2 separate regions of the Mus musculus genome follow, and region 2 is linked to region 1. The links are chromatin contacts, called in public HiChIP or PLAC-seq maps. All regions are on one chromosome and are shown on one strand. The core of a region is the stretch at or near the end of the contact, and the rest is flanking DNA. Distances in the headings are between cores, read along the strand shown. Region 1 overlaps Gm40135 (a long non-coding RNA gene). Region 2 overlaps Abcd3 (ATP-binding cassette, sub-family D (ALD), member 3).

Region 1 (7,044 bases), core at 776-3,275:
TTAAAAGGGAAGGACCTTTAAAGAGCAAACAAAGTTTCCATGGGGGTTAGTGAGGCCTGAGGACTTCAAACAGACACCAGCGGGCTATGGCCAAGGTTTGCAAGGGATTCCAGGTCTGGGAGGAATCATAGACCAAGGGACCACTCACAATCCTTCCAGTGTAAATTTCTGCCGTGGAATACTTGTTATTTGTCTTTGCTAATGTGTTAGCAATGTGGTGCTAAGTAGAACACAGAAGACTCCAAAGGATAGTGACAAATGAAAACCATATGCCGATGGGATCCCGATATCAGGAAATGAGATTTCCTGAGAGGCCTGCAGGATGCTACTTGCGATAAGAAGCAGATAACTTTCAAATAATGGAATTTGGAGAAGTATTAAATGTCAGGATGTACCTAAATATTTGTTCTTTAATTTAATCTACCAAATCTAAAGTTCACATCAACAAACAAAATAGCTAAGAATTGAGTAAGACAAGTAAAACAAACTCACTTTTCTTTTCTTTCCCCCTTTTTCTTTATCTTTTTATTATTATTATTTTTTTGAGTCTCATTGTGTAACCCAAGTTGATCTTCAAAATTCAGCCCTCAGGTATATGCCTGTATCTGCTGTAGCTCTTTCTAAGACACTCCAAACAGAGGTGAAGAGACAGCTCAGTAGTTAAGAGAACTTGCTGGTCTTCCAGAGGAAGACCAGTGGTTCAATTCCCAGCACCCACATGACAACGTACAACCATGTATGTGGTACACAGACATACACATAGTCAAAATATCCAGATTAAATAAAATAAAACAATTAAACATCTTTAAAATTAAAAAATCTTAAACAAAGAAAGCCCAAATGTTTTTATTGTAGTATTTGGTTAGGAAATCTGAGCTCAACCCAAACATTTCATTCGTTAGTCTTATTATAGGTCAAATTTTCTGTCTAATCCTTCATTCAAATATATGTAAGGAGAGAAAGTGAGGCCACAGTGAATAAGGCTGTAGGCCTGAATAATACCCTAAAGAAAATAAGGTTATCGTATATTTTAACACATGTTTTAAAAAGTTTATTGCAAATTAATTGGCATCTATCAAATAAAATTTTAAATGTGGAAATTGTAAAATCATCAGTGTAATTATGTAAATAACTACTGCTGTATTTTAATGTTTTCCTTCTAGAGTTCTTATGTATATACATTTAAATTTTTGTTATTTGCATGTATGTATGTGTGTGCTCACCTGTGCACAGATGTGCACATTACTGCACGAATGAGGACATTATAGGACAACGAGTGGAGGTAGGTGTGTCCTTCTATCATGGGGATTCCAGGGGCTGAACTCATGTCACCAGGCTTGGCAGCAAGCACCCCTACCCACTAAGCCATCTCACCAGCCCCATGTAAATTTTATGTAATTATAATTTTTTTTTTTTTGTAGGAGCTGTTTTGAACTTTCAGTCATTCACCCTTACAGAGACTGGTAGGAATATCTTACCTTGTTGGGATAGAAACTTAGTTCCTTAGAGCTTTGATACCTGTGTCTCGGCTTTCCTTTGTACGTGCTAAATGTAACTCCTGAATTGAAAATAAGTTTTAACATATAGGTTGTGGTTAAAACAACACCAAAGACTAATTTTAAAATTCTAATTTGCTCAGCATAATGTCTAGATTATAAAATTAGACTACAGCTTGCCAGCTGTGTACCCAAGTTGGCACCAGGCACCTTCCTGTTGGGGCCATTGGCTGTAATACCACAGCTAAGTTAACAGTAACTACTTACTTGGCTACTGTTTCTTTGATGACCCATCGCCCTGTTAGTCTCTGTTTAGGTCACAGTTTGTGGTCTGGTACAGCCTTGGTTCTTGTGAATACAACTTAAGTATCGATGTCTTACTACTTTGCTAGTGTAGCTGTTAGGCTCAGAGCCTGGGTCTCCAGCCCTAACAACCCGAGGTCGCCGCCCATCCTCAGCACACCAGTTAACAGACAGCCTGATGTGAAAAGCTGAAAGAGAAGACTTATTCATCGTGGCCACAAAGCATGTGATTGCAGATCTTTGCATTAAGTGGAGAAGCCTCCGGAACAGGAAGAGGGAGGCTCCGAACGCCCATCACTATCTCTGTGCCTTTGTGTCACAAACAAAGGACCCAGTGATTCATAAGGTACTTGGGAAAACCAAGATGGCCTTAGAGTGAATGAAAGCAGGATTCGCTCTGCAGGCAGGTGCTCAAGCAAGCCTAAGGCCCAAGAATCCCAGTTTCCACTCCAAAGGGAAGGGAGGAATTCTCTGAAGGGCTAGCCTTTTCTTTTTAAGTGATTGATTTTGTTTGCTGGAGGGGGTTTGTACAATCCTTTCTGCAGTCCAAATGACAGCCTTACTTGTTTGCTGGGTCCCAGAGTTGACTTCCTTGTGACTCACAGTCACAGGCCTCTTGTCACGTCTCCCTGCCTCACCTGCACTTCTGACGATGGGCAAAGAAGGACTTCCGGAAGGCCCAGGCCTTATTTCTGTGGGGCAACCTCCAACCCTCCATCCAGAGGAATGGGAGGGAAAAGCCAAGTCTGAGCATGCGCGGTTTCCCAGCCTCTTCAGGCAGAGACATTCCTCTGTGGTCTACTTTTCCTTGAGAGCCCTAATCACAGCCTCTTCTCAACCACTTAGGGGACTCATTTCAGCTCCTCCCACACCCACGTCCCCTACTGCTGGAACCAAATCTGTTTTGTTCACCTCTTTGTGAAGCTCACAAGGTGCCTGGGGCCCTGAGGGCACTTTCCCAGTGAGGAGCTGGCCTTATTGCAGCAGGCGTATTGCAACAATGCCGCACACTAAGTGACACGTGTGTCCCACTGATCAAATGGGAAAAAATTACAAACGTTTTATCAGTGATGGTTACTGTCTCTGAGTGGAGAAATACTCTAGTGGGAAATGCTCTCTTTCCCAAGGGCGTGGCTGGCGCATTCTCCCGGCTGCTCCCTCAGCCTGAGGCAGTCCGTGACCTTCCCTCACCTGGGAGTTAATGGGAAGGAGGATTCTACCTTTCCAACTCCTAGCAAAGTTCTCTTTCGGTCACTTTTCATCTGCCCTGAAAACTTCTGTCAACCCTTCCTTTGCCACATTGAGTCAGGCTCATGGGACACACTCGAGGAGGCTGATTGGATGCGTCCGCTGCCACGCTTGAGTAAGAAGGACCCAGAGTGTGTCTACAGCAGAGGGAGGTCAGGTCCCCAGAGTCCCGTTCCCAAGTGAATCTGAAGGACAAGAACAAACTAAGCAGCAAAAGTAGGTGTGTGCCTGGGAGAACCAAGACGACCAGGACACTGACACCAGAGAACCCACATTAGAGTGTTTGCTTAGGGTGGGGCCTTGCTTCCAGGTTACCGGCTATTCTTAATCACCAGCAGGAGTACGTGATGACATTTGTTCCAGGTGAAACTACTTTCTCTGCCCGTTGTGAGCTTTCTCACCTTGGAGTATCTGTAAGAGCAGTTACTCAGGATGTCTCTGAGAAGCCCGGCTCCTGACAGGCTAACGCCTGGAAGGTGGTGAGAGGCTACCCGAGACATCCAGCCATTTCCTGGAAGAGGTCTCTACAAGAGCACAGTTACTGTTTGCAATCCAACTCACCTTTGTTTTTTGTTTCATTTTGCTTTTAGAAATGAAAAGACTACTTGCCATGTCCCAGTGAAGAGAGGTGTGGCAGAACGGAATGCCTGTGGCCTGGAAGAGGTGAAGGGTGGAAAGACGAAGAGTCCAACACCTCACAGTAGAGAGAATCTGCAATGGGCAGTTTGGTTAGCCACTCCAAGACACAGATGTCTAAAATTTCCCATGAAAAATACCTGCTGGGGCTGCAACTTTATCCCTACAGCTGTTTGTGGAGGAGGAGACCTGTATTAACTTTGGATAGTTTTTCTTTAGGGTGGACAGCTGGGCAGCAGGCCTGAGACAGGCACACCCAAGTTCATCCTGTTCTTCCACACATCAGGGCGCCTTGTTGCCCTGGCACGAGGCTGGTTTGCCTTTGTGGATGACGACTCTTCTTGCAAAGCAAAGCTTGGGCTTGGTTTCATGCATAGGTGCGAAACAATGAGCCTGGATTCTGTAATGAGAACATTAGTTAACTTGGCCTAGCCAGCGCACCCCTCCCCAACACCTCTTGTTCATTCCCCACCCCCCCCCACTCCCACCCCCACCATGTACTAATGCACTTTACTGCTAAGAGAGGTCAAAGATTTAAAACATTTAGGGGCTGGGGAGATAGCAAGCATGGGGTCCTGAGTTCACCGCCCAGCTGTGAGTGATAGCACATGCTATAATCCCATTGTTGGCTGTATGGAGAATGGCGGACCCATGGGGCTAACTGGCTAGTCAGTCTAAGTTAATCAGGGAACCCCAGGTTCCAGGGAACACTGTCTCATAACATAATGTGGACAGCTCCTAAGGACACTTGAATGTGACCTCTAGCTTCCACAGCACCCTGCCAATTACATGTGTACCTGCACACGCATGAGCAAGCATATTCACTTACATACATACACACAAATGATTTAAACCATTTAAGTAAACTTAAGTTGCTATGACCCACTTGACCCAGCTTTGACAGCTCAGGATCCAGGAGGCAGAGAAAATTGCTTTGCTATTTCTTTCCCATCTTTTTAACTCCGTAAGTGGAAAACATGGTCTGAAGAGACTTTCTGATTAATTTGGCCCATGCCCTGCATTACCCATTGCAGCCTATGGGCCCAGAAATGTTGTCCCCTACATAATATCCCACTGCTAGTAAGAATAGGAGCTGTACCCAAGGGCCCTTCTGAGGTCCAGGTCAGCACTCAGTCTGCTACCCCATATTGCTTCCTTTCTCATATATAGCTGTGGGTATTTTGTTACATTCTGTCCCCCATGTCTTTGTGGGCTTGTCACTAGTGCACAGTGTTCTCTGTATAAAGGATACTTAAGAAAAGTGTTGCCCAACTTTTTGTTTGCTTCGAGGTGTGATATTGGCTTCTGGCAACGTCTTGGAAATGCGTGGGGGACTCTGCAAGGCACCCTCTGTGCCCTTCCTGGTTTTCAAGGACTGGGGCAATGATGTCACTTGTTCTTGAGAAGAAAAAAAAACAAGCAAAGATTGTTTCCAGGGTACATGGTCACATGCAGAGGCCATTGTGTAGTGACCAGTAAGGGTCAGGTCTCTGGATTTTTTTGGAAAGTTGTCTTCACCACTCTGGGAAAGAAAGTACGCTTATGGGGTTGGAGAGATGGCTCAGCAGTTAAGAGCATTGGCTGCTCTTCCCAAAGACCTGGGTTCAGTTCCTCGAACCCATGTAGCAGCTCACCACGGTCTGTAACACTAGTTCTAGAGGTTTTTACACCCTCACACATTCATACATGGAAGCAAAATACCGATGCACATAAAATAAAAATAAATAAATCATTATTTAAAAAAAAGAAAGTATAAGGTTTGTAACTCATATGAGGAAAGCGAGTGTTTCTGTTACTTTTCTAGTGCTGTGACAAAACACCATGACCAAGGCAATAAAAGAGTTTATTGGGGCTTACAGCCTCAGAGGGTGAGTCTATGACCATAGTGGCAGGAAGCAAGGCAGCAGTTAGGTAGGCATGGAACTGGAGCAGTGCTGAGAGTGAGCAGTGCTCACATCTGATCCACAAACAGGAGGCAGAAGGCTAACTGGGAATGGCATGGGCTTTTGGAACCTCATAGCCCAACCCCAGTAACACACTTCCTCTAACAAAGCTATCCCTCCCAATCCTTGCCAAACCATTCAAATATATGAGCCTATGGGACACCAGCCACCACTTTGTCATGCCCACTTCACTTTGCTCCAGACGCAGTGCCTCTGTTGTACATCCAGTATCTCAGAGAGATGAGTGAGGCTCATCCGAAGTCACATAGCCAGGAAGACGCAGAGTCTGGCAATAAGCTGGCTTACCTAAGCTTCCAGCTCCCCAAAGAGTGAAGCTTGCTTTTGGAGCTATGGCTGAAGGGTTAAGGCCACTTTGTCAGAAAGGGATGGAGGGGGAGACTTGACTGTTGGTCTTGATTGTCAGCGTGATGGAATTCACAGTCGTCAAGGAGGTACAGACAATGCTTTCCGAGATTTAACTAAAGAGGGAAGCCTACCCTGCATGCCGGTGGTATCATCCCCTGGGCTGACTAAAAATATGAGAGGAGGGAGTGAGCTCAGCATGAGGATTCGTCTCTCTCTGCTTCCTGATTGTCCATCAAAGTGAGTGGCTGCCTTGGCTGTCTGTCACCACATCTTCCCTCCACAACAGGCTGTCTCCTGTCAACCTGGGCCCCTTCGTTCTTTAAAGCCCTTTTGCCAGGCATTTTGTAATAGCAGTGAAAAAGGTAACTGATGCATCCCATTTCTGGTTTCACTTCCATGCCTTGGGGAGGAAGGAGAAGGTGAGCAGAAGGTCCACCCACCTCCATTCACCCCTCTCCATGTTTGTACCAGGGACCACAGTGATGGAAGGGACATGGGATGGGACATCGGCAGAAGGTTTCGATGCTGGGTTTTGGCACATAGCTGTGCTTATTTCAGAGGACAGGGATGTTGCTTACAGATGTTGAATGCTTGAGTTCATTTCAGTGGGGAGGCTAAGTCTCCGTGAGAATAGTAATTGGGACTTTCAAAAGTCCTTTACAGCCATCTAAGCATGTGAGTAATATATTGTTGTGAAACACAGCATGCCATTATCCTCTCCCGAGCTCTTAAACAAATATATTACACTAATAATGTCTATGTCTTTGAAAGATTGTTCTCCCCCTCCGCCAGTATTAGGATAATGGGAAATGTAACAACCCTGTAAAGAAAGCTGAATTTTGTACAGTACTGGCATGTGGCTTTTTAACAAGGGCTTATTCATTTAATTTTATGTGCATGGGTAGTTTGCCCACCTGTATGCCTGTGCATCTCCTGTGTGCCTGCTGTGCACACTAGAAGTCAGTATCAGAGTCACTGAAACTGGGGTTATAGATGATTGTAAGCCACCATATTAGTGCTAGGAATTGAATCTGGGTCCTTTGCAGGAGCAG
Region 2 (6,917 bases), core at 2,688-5,187, 240 kb after region 1:
GGAATGCAAATTAAGTTGTAAAGTTTTGTGCAAGTGTGTGCTTGGCAATCTTAATTATATACACTGTGGAGATTTTACAGTCCTGTGAAAAACCTGGAGCTGAGTCAGACCAGTAGGCAAACAAAAGGCTGTCATTAATAAACAGCAGAACAAGCAAGACGCCGTGCACAGAGCAACTACAGAGCACAGCCTGTAGCTCAGCTCCAACAATACACAGTATCTCAAAACCAAGAAATCCTGACAACCAAACTGTAGAATGTCACCAAGGAGACAACCACAAATGACTTCTCTCCTTCCAAATCAGGGAACAAACACACTCCGAAGCCACTGAGCCTTCTAAAAGGATGCCCGTCCACTCAGAGAGATGTGTGTGGAATTTAAAAGCCTACACAGTTTACCCATACATTTTTACGTAGGGCTTTTATATTAAGCAAACGTCCTTTTTCACTTTCCTACACAAAAGAGTCAGAAATCACGGGCATGAAGCATGCTTCCTACGGATCAAGGATGTATAAATGAAAGGTTATTTTAAAAGATTACCAAAGTGTGGGTACATTAACCAAAAAGTTACCTTAGATTATTTATTTTAATACATATTTGATAAAACACGGAGTACTATGAAACAGAATTCCAATAAAAATGTTCACCTTATCATTCTTATTTTAATATAGTAAATTCATTAACGGAGAAATTAGTGTTTCAACAATCTGAAATATCCCAACTGCCATTTTTCAACTTTAAATCCAAAATTTTCAATTGTAGTGATTAAAATGTTAGAAACATAATAAAAACCATGAAAAAATTAACTTTAGAATCAGAAAAGTCTGGTTTTTTCTTTTAATACTGCTCACTCCATATGACTCACCAAATGTTTTGATATTTTCCTCCAAATTATCTTATTAATTTTAGACACTAATAGTTGCCTGCTCTTTAAGCTTTTGTAACAGCATCTGCTACACTGCACTTTCATTTTTGGTTATTTGTCTTCACCCCTTTACACGATGTAAGCTCAGCAAGGCCCGGTACAGAATGTCTGCTGTTCACTGGTATAGCTCCTTACCATCATGTCTCATGGTGCCTGACACAAGGGCCCAAACTGTTTATACAGATGAACAACACATAGCTGGACTTCAGTATATTTTACACACCTTCCCCTGTTTTGGTTTGGTTTGGTTTGGTTTTTTGCTTATAACAACAATGCTTAACTACAAGGCAAACTACTACTTCCCACAAGAGAAAGTGAATGAACAAGTACCTCTCAATGAGCGTCCCATTCTGAATCATCCAAACATCACAGTATGTTCGAGATACCAGCATAACCGCAATAAGTAACAAGTAGCCTGTCTAAAACAAACCAGGCAGAGTAAACCAAATGCATTGCAGAATGTTAAAAGAAACAGTAACTTGGTGAAGCTCTTGGTCAAATCTCAGAGTTCTATTCTAACTATTCATTTACATCCTATGTATATTTTATCTATAATAAATTTTAACAGAGCTTAAAGGGAACTAAAAATTATAACAGATATGTTAAAGGCCCCATAGAGCATTTAACTAATGATCTCATTTAGAATTCAAAGGCAGGTCAAGTAATTCACAGTCAATGGCAAAAACTAGATAAGTAACTTAAGATTTTCTGGCTTGGTATGCTGTGATTTTCTTATTTATTTTTAATATGCTACTTTAATAAAGAACACTGGTAATGATTTCTACATTAACTAAACAACAAGCAATGGAGCTTTACATTTTATACAACCTGAGAAAATGAGGTTCAACGTGTTAAATAAAAAGTCTCTAATACTGTCCAGATTTTCTCAGTGCTTTCAACTTGAGTTTTTAAGGCAAAAGTTATACAAGAAAATAAACAAATTTAGCTAAGCAGAGCTCTGTGGAAGAGACAGGAAGGGAACGTCTAGAATAGCAAATGTAGGTGTGTCCTACAAACACATTAGACAAACCAAGGGAGACAGGAGAGGGCAAAGGCTAAGGGGAAAAGATCAAGGCCACATGAAGCATGCAGGTGCTGGTCCAACAGGCCCACATGATCAATAACTATCAGCCCACATAATCAATAACTATCAGCCCACATGATCAATAACTATCAGCCCACATAATCAATAATCAGCACTTCTACTGGGGAAAACGGGGCTAACAAGTGACGAGTGTGGGATGTCACATCATCAATACTGGTGATAACTTAGACACATATTTAACAGTCTTCTTTACCTGCACAAAAAACATCTTACCTGAATTGCTATGACTGCTCATTCTAAAAACTCATGAATATGGAAAGTCAGACATTTAGTATTATAATTTCTGAAGACTTACCTCTTTACAAAATGTTCTAGGAACCATAATTTTTAGGATCTGTGAGAGCCTTGATAAAAACACTTTGTCCACCACAGCTCGCTCTTTCTTTCCTTCTTTCTACATAGGGAGAGGGGAAAAAAAACTTTTTAAGATGATAGCTACAACAAACACAGTGTTTAAAGAGCTGAGTTTGGGCTGGTGAGATGGCTCAGTGGGTAAGAGCACCCGACTGCTCTTCCAAAGGTCCAGAGTTCAAATCCCAGCAACCACATGGTGGCTCACAACCATCCGTAACGAGATCTGACTCCCTCTTCTGGAGTGTCTGAAGACAGCTACAGTGTACTTACATATAATAAATAAATAAATCTTTAAAAAAAAAGAGCACTGACTGATCTTCCAGAGGTCCTAAATTCAAATCCCAGCAGCCATATGGTGGCTCACAGCCATCTGTAATGAGATCTGACGCCCTCTTCTGGTGTGTCTGAAGACAGCTAAAGTATACTCATAAACATAAAATAAATAAATAAATCTTTAAGAAAAAAAAATAAATAAAGAGCCGAGTTTAAGATAGCTGCAACAGTGATTATAGAATCACATCTAAGGGAACTGCGACAGACGCACAGTGGTCACGGGGCCACACTTCCTGTCACTGCAGACAACCATTAAGATGGACAGCTGGATTTATAGCACACACTTGAGCAGCTCTCCGTATTCAGATTCCAAGAAGACAGAATTACCTAACAGGAGAAAGAGAGAGGAGGTGTGCTCTCTGAGAGAAGAGTGTAAGTACTCAAGGGAAAAGCGCAGCCGAAGCTCTGAGAAGCGCAGAGTGAGAAGTGACCAAGTAGCTACTGCTTAGTTTATCTTCTGCAGTGACAGGGTTGAACCAAAGGCTTCATGCACCACCACCACTGCCATGCCCCAGACTCTTCTTAATAAATAGAAACTTTAAAAAAAAATCTTAAACGTGACTTTCCCTAATTTTAAGAAATGTCTGCTGGGCAGTGGTAGCTCACACCTTTAATCCCAGCACTCTGGAGGTAGAGGCAGGTGGATCTCTTGAATTTTAGGCCAGCGTAGTCTACAGAGAGTTCCAGGACAGCTGGGGCTACACAGAGAAGCCCTGTCTAGAAAAAAACAAAAAGGGAGGGAGGGAGGGAGGGAGGGAGGGAGGGAGGGAGGGAGGAAAGAAAGGGAGAGAGGGAGGGAGGGAGGGAGGGAGGGAGGGAGGGAGGGAGGGAGGGAGGGAGGGAGAAGGAGGGAGGGAGGGAGAAGGAGAGAGAGAGAGAGAGAGAGAGAGAGAGAGAGTCAGCCAGCCTGCCTGCCTGCCTTCTGGGTTACTAGATTTATCACTTAATGTTTTCAATATACAACAATCTGCAGATTCTAACTCATAAATTCCTAAGCTCCTTACTATATTCAATCCATTTCTAATAAGAGGAACACAGACAAAAGTAAATGAAGAAGTAATTACAGATCGACTAGCCAGAGTCATGAGAAAAAGAGTAATTTGGGCAGTGAGACACAGAAAGATCTCCACACTGAAATGTGACAAAGTAGAGGGATTAAAGCACAAAGAACAGCAAGTCTGAGTGCACACACCCAGTGCTGAGGACAATGGAGTGCACACTTAGCATCAAGACCTGAGAAAGAAAACGAATGACAAAAGGCAGAGGTGCCTACAAAGCACTGGGCTAAAGGACTAGAGAGGTCATGAATCTGTTGTCAGGACAGAGTTTGAGATAAGATAGTGGCTCCTCCCTTAGAGATTTATTTTCAAATAAATCTACAACCTTCTACAAAGATAAGGAGAAAGTGGCATCTATAGCTTTTGGTGGGAATATCTCCTTTACTATCCTTAGACTGGGAGAGTAGAAAAGAGAAACCCAAAAACTACAAGCTACCCCAGAACACATCCTTCCCAGCCCTTTCCAGACCCCTAGTCAACCATGGGGTGAAAAAGAGAACCATCTCCCTCAAGTTGTCCCAACTCCGTCCCTCTCTTAAAATATTACTAGTAGGTCAGGCATGGTGGTGCCTGCCTCTAAACCCACACCCAGGAGGCAGAGGTAGACAGACCTCTGTGAGTTCAATGCCAGCCAGGCCAGCCAAGGCTACAAAGTGAAACCTTGTCTCAAATAAAAAACAAGGGGTGGGGGGAGTGGCCTTAATGGAGAAATAAATTTTGCTACAATTTGATAGTCAGAGTGGACAAAGAGACAGACAGACAGACCAAGATAGAGAGAAGCGGGTGGGGCTTAAAGGATGTAACAGGGTAATAATCACTTTGATGCTTATTAGTCAATTCTAGAAATAATTTTAAGGAAGAAAAGGAAAGCAAATTAAACTTTATATAATAGCCTATATAGTAATACATACTAGGTATAAGAATTACATTCAAAACCATACTAATAGTACAGATATTAAAGCCAATAAACTGACACAGGGATAAATGCCATTTATTTGAAAAGAATGTCAACTTAGTTACTGCATAACCCCAAATTCCATCCTGTTATAGACCACAGCTGCACTACTCATAAGCTTCATGTTTATGTTAATGTAAAAATCCCTTACCTGGTGATATAACCCACACAACACAATACTACTCAGCATAAAATAGTATAGTAACAATATGAAGAAACCTGAAAACATCATGTTAAGTGAAAGGCCTGCAGGACCACACGTACTGAATGATCGCATTAACATTAAATGCCCCAGAGCAGGCAAATCAATAGACAAACAGTAAATGAGCAGTTGCCAGGGGTAACAAGGAGTGAATGCTACTAGGCATGAGCTTGGGGGGGGGGGGTGGTGTGAATTTAAAAATAATTCTTTTTAAGTTGTTGTTCCTTTTATTGTTGATCTTTTCTGTCTGGCTTTAAGGGGAACATCATTCCTTAATTCTGACTGAAACACACAAGCTGAACCCAGGTCATCATCTCAGCCACAAGGACAGTCAAGTTCATGGCCTGTTTCTCCTGTGCTGTAATAAATCGATGCAAGCTCATCACACTCTTACTACTCTCCAGGCTAACTAAGTAATACGAAAAGGTAATTTTTTCTTTAAACTTACAGGTATAAGGGACATGTACATGGTTTTGAGAATAATTTACTTTGTTAACCTTGAAATACAACGATATACTAAGATATAACTATATTTTAAAGGAATAGATCCTTACAAGACCAAACTAACTCCTAGACCATGAGGTTGATTTAGCTTTCTTTTTTTTTCTTTTCTTTTCTTTTTTTGTGATATAATAAATATTTAAAGAAAAAGTTTCTAATCAAAGTGGTACACTCGTTAAACCCCGCACTAAGGAGGCTGAGGCAGGAGGATGAGGGTTTAAGCATCTTAGAACGTACATACAGTGAGATCCTGTCTCAATAGAAGGGAGAAAAACAGAGCTACATGGGCAGCAAGTCATCTCGGGCTAAACCTAACCGAGTTAATAACTGTCTCCTTAGAGGAGCGTTGTCAAACAAACAGCACCAGAAGACTCTAGGCAAGACTCTTAAAAGGGAATTCCTGTGACAGAGTCTTGTATGTAGTCAAATGGAAGTGAGATTTTAAAACTTGTATTCTAACTCTAAAATTGTTTTACCCAGCAAAATTGATTAAATAATGCAAACCACCCCCAAAAGTAGGTCATTTAAAACTTTTACCTCATTATTCTGTAATGGCGGTTTTCCACTTTTCTTACTGCAAAGGAAAAAATAAGAGAACTTTATTTGTTATATGCTTCCATAATTAAATTATTCTAAAATGTCAAAAAACATACAATTCTCCAAATGGTCATTTTCTTTTTTCCTAACCAAGAAGCAAAATTTATTCATTAAGAATAGTTCAGGGCTGGAGAGATAGCTCAGCAGTTTAGGGCACTGACTGCTGTTCCAGAGATCCTGAGTTCAATTCCCAGCAACCTCATGGTGGCTCACAACCATCTGTAATGGGGTCTGATGCCCTCTTCTGGTGTGTCTGAAGACAACTACAGTGTACTTACATATAATAAAGAAATAAATCTTTAAAAGAAAAAACAAAACAAAAAAAAGAACAGTTCCTATGTCTCTTTACAGGCTGGGTGTTTGCTTATGAAACACTTGGGCCCAGAAGTGTTTCAGATTTCATAGTTCTTCAACATTGGAATATCTGCTACATACATTTTACCAGATGTAAAAACCCAGGGTGCTCAAAGGTTTCATTATGTCAGATAATTTCAGGGCAGACATGTTTCATTTGTACTAAGTATTGTTTAGAGAAATGACTCATTGAATGTTAGGTTACTAGTATTATGAACAGTTGGTGGTGTGTGTGTGCACGCATGCGCGTGTGTTAACTCCCACATATCATGCATACTTTTTTCTGTAAGTCTTCCCACAGAATGGTGAAAATCTACCTGTCCATTCTTGAATCAAAGCTTGGCCACATAACTGCTAGCCAGTGGGATTTTAACAAGGCAACACAGAGCTGCATGTTGGGAGTAGGAGGCAGGACCCAAGTGCTGAGGTTTGGTCTTTTACTGTATATTATAATCTCATCCCCAAGATGAGAGTCTGCAGTAGACCTAAGTGAGCTATGTGACCTTGCTCCCAAGTTATTTCTGATTGGTAGG

Evidence for each region. HiChIP or PLAC-seq counts read pairs in DNA pulled down with a chosen protein or histone mark.
Region 2: a contact with region 1 is called in an H3K27ac HiChIP or PLAC-seq map of embryonic stem cells, with 16 read pairs. The contact joins two enhancer-like sites. A contact is called at or near these places in 9 of 39 promoter capture datasets (3T3-L1-derived adipocytes, the C10 cell line, the HPC-7 cell line and 6 more), 3 of 484 Hi-C or Micro-C datasets (bone marrow-derived macrophages, embryonic stem cells and epiblasts) and 14 of 115 datasets of contacts at active chromatin or transcription factors (acute myeloid leukemia, bone marrow-derived dendritic cells, bone marrow-derived macrophages and 6 more).

Annotation. Positions count from the first base shown.
Region 1 is chr3:121,556,991-121,564,034 of GRCm38.p6, forward strand. Gm40135 (a long non-coding RNA gene) reads left to right here. Exons shown (of 4, transcript XR_867598.2): 2 at 1,422-1,463; 3 at 1,889-2,145; 4 at 3,638-5,494. Among named protein-coding and RNA genes, the nearest start is that of Gm40135, 15 kb to the left of the region's middle. Within about 2 kb of position 2,026, at least 44 of the 459 cell types and tissues checked have an H3K27ac peak or open chromatin away from gene starts, as enhancers often do. A contact at or near this core is called in embryonic stem cells and extraembryonic endoderm stem cells, where this site is marked.
Region 2 is chr3:121,790,479-121,797,395 of GRCm38.p6, forward strand. It overlaps Abcd3 (ATP-binding cassette, sub-family D (ALD), member 3), which reads right to left. Exons shown (of 23, transcript NM_008991.3): 2 at 5,971-6,007; 3 at 2,326-2,424; 4 at 1,256-1,344. Among named protein-coding and RNA genes, the nearest start is that of Abcd3, 21 kb to the right of the region's middle. Within about 2 kb of position 3,938, at least 14 of the 459 cell types and tissues checked have an H3K27ac peak or open chromatin away from gene starts, as enhancers often do. A contact at or near this core is called in embryonic stem cells and extraembryonic endoderm stem cells, where this site is marked.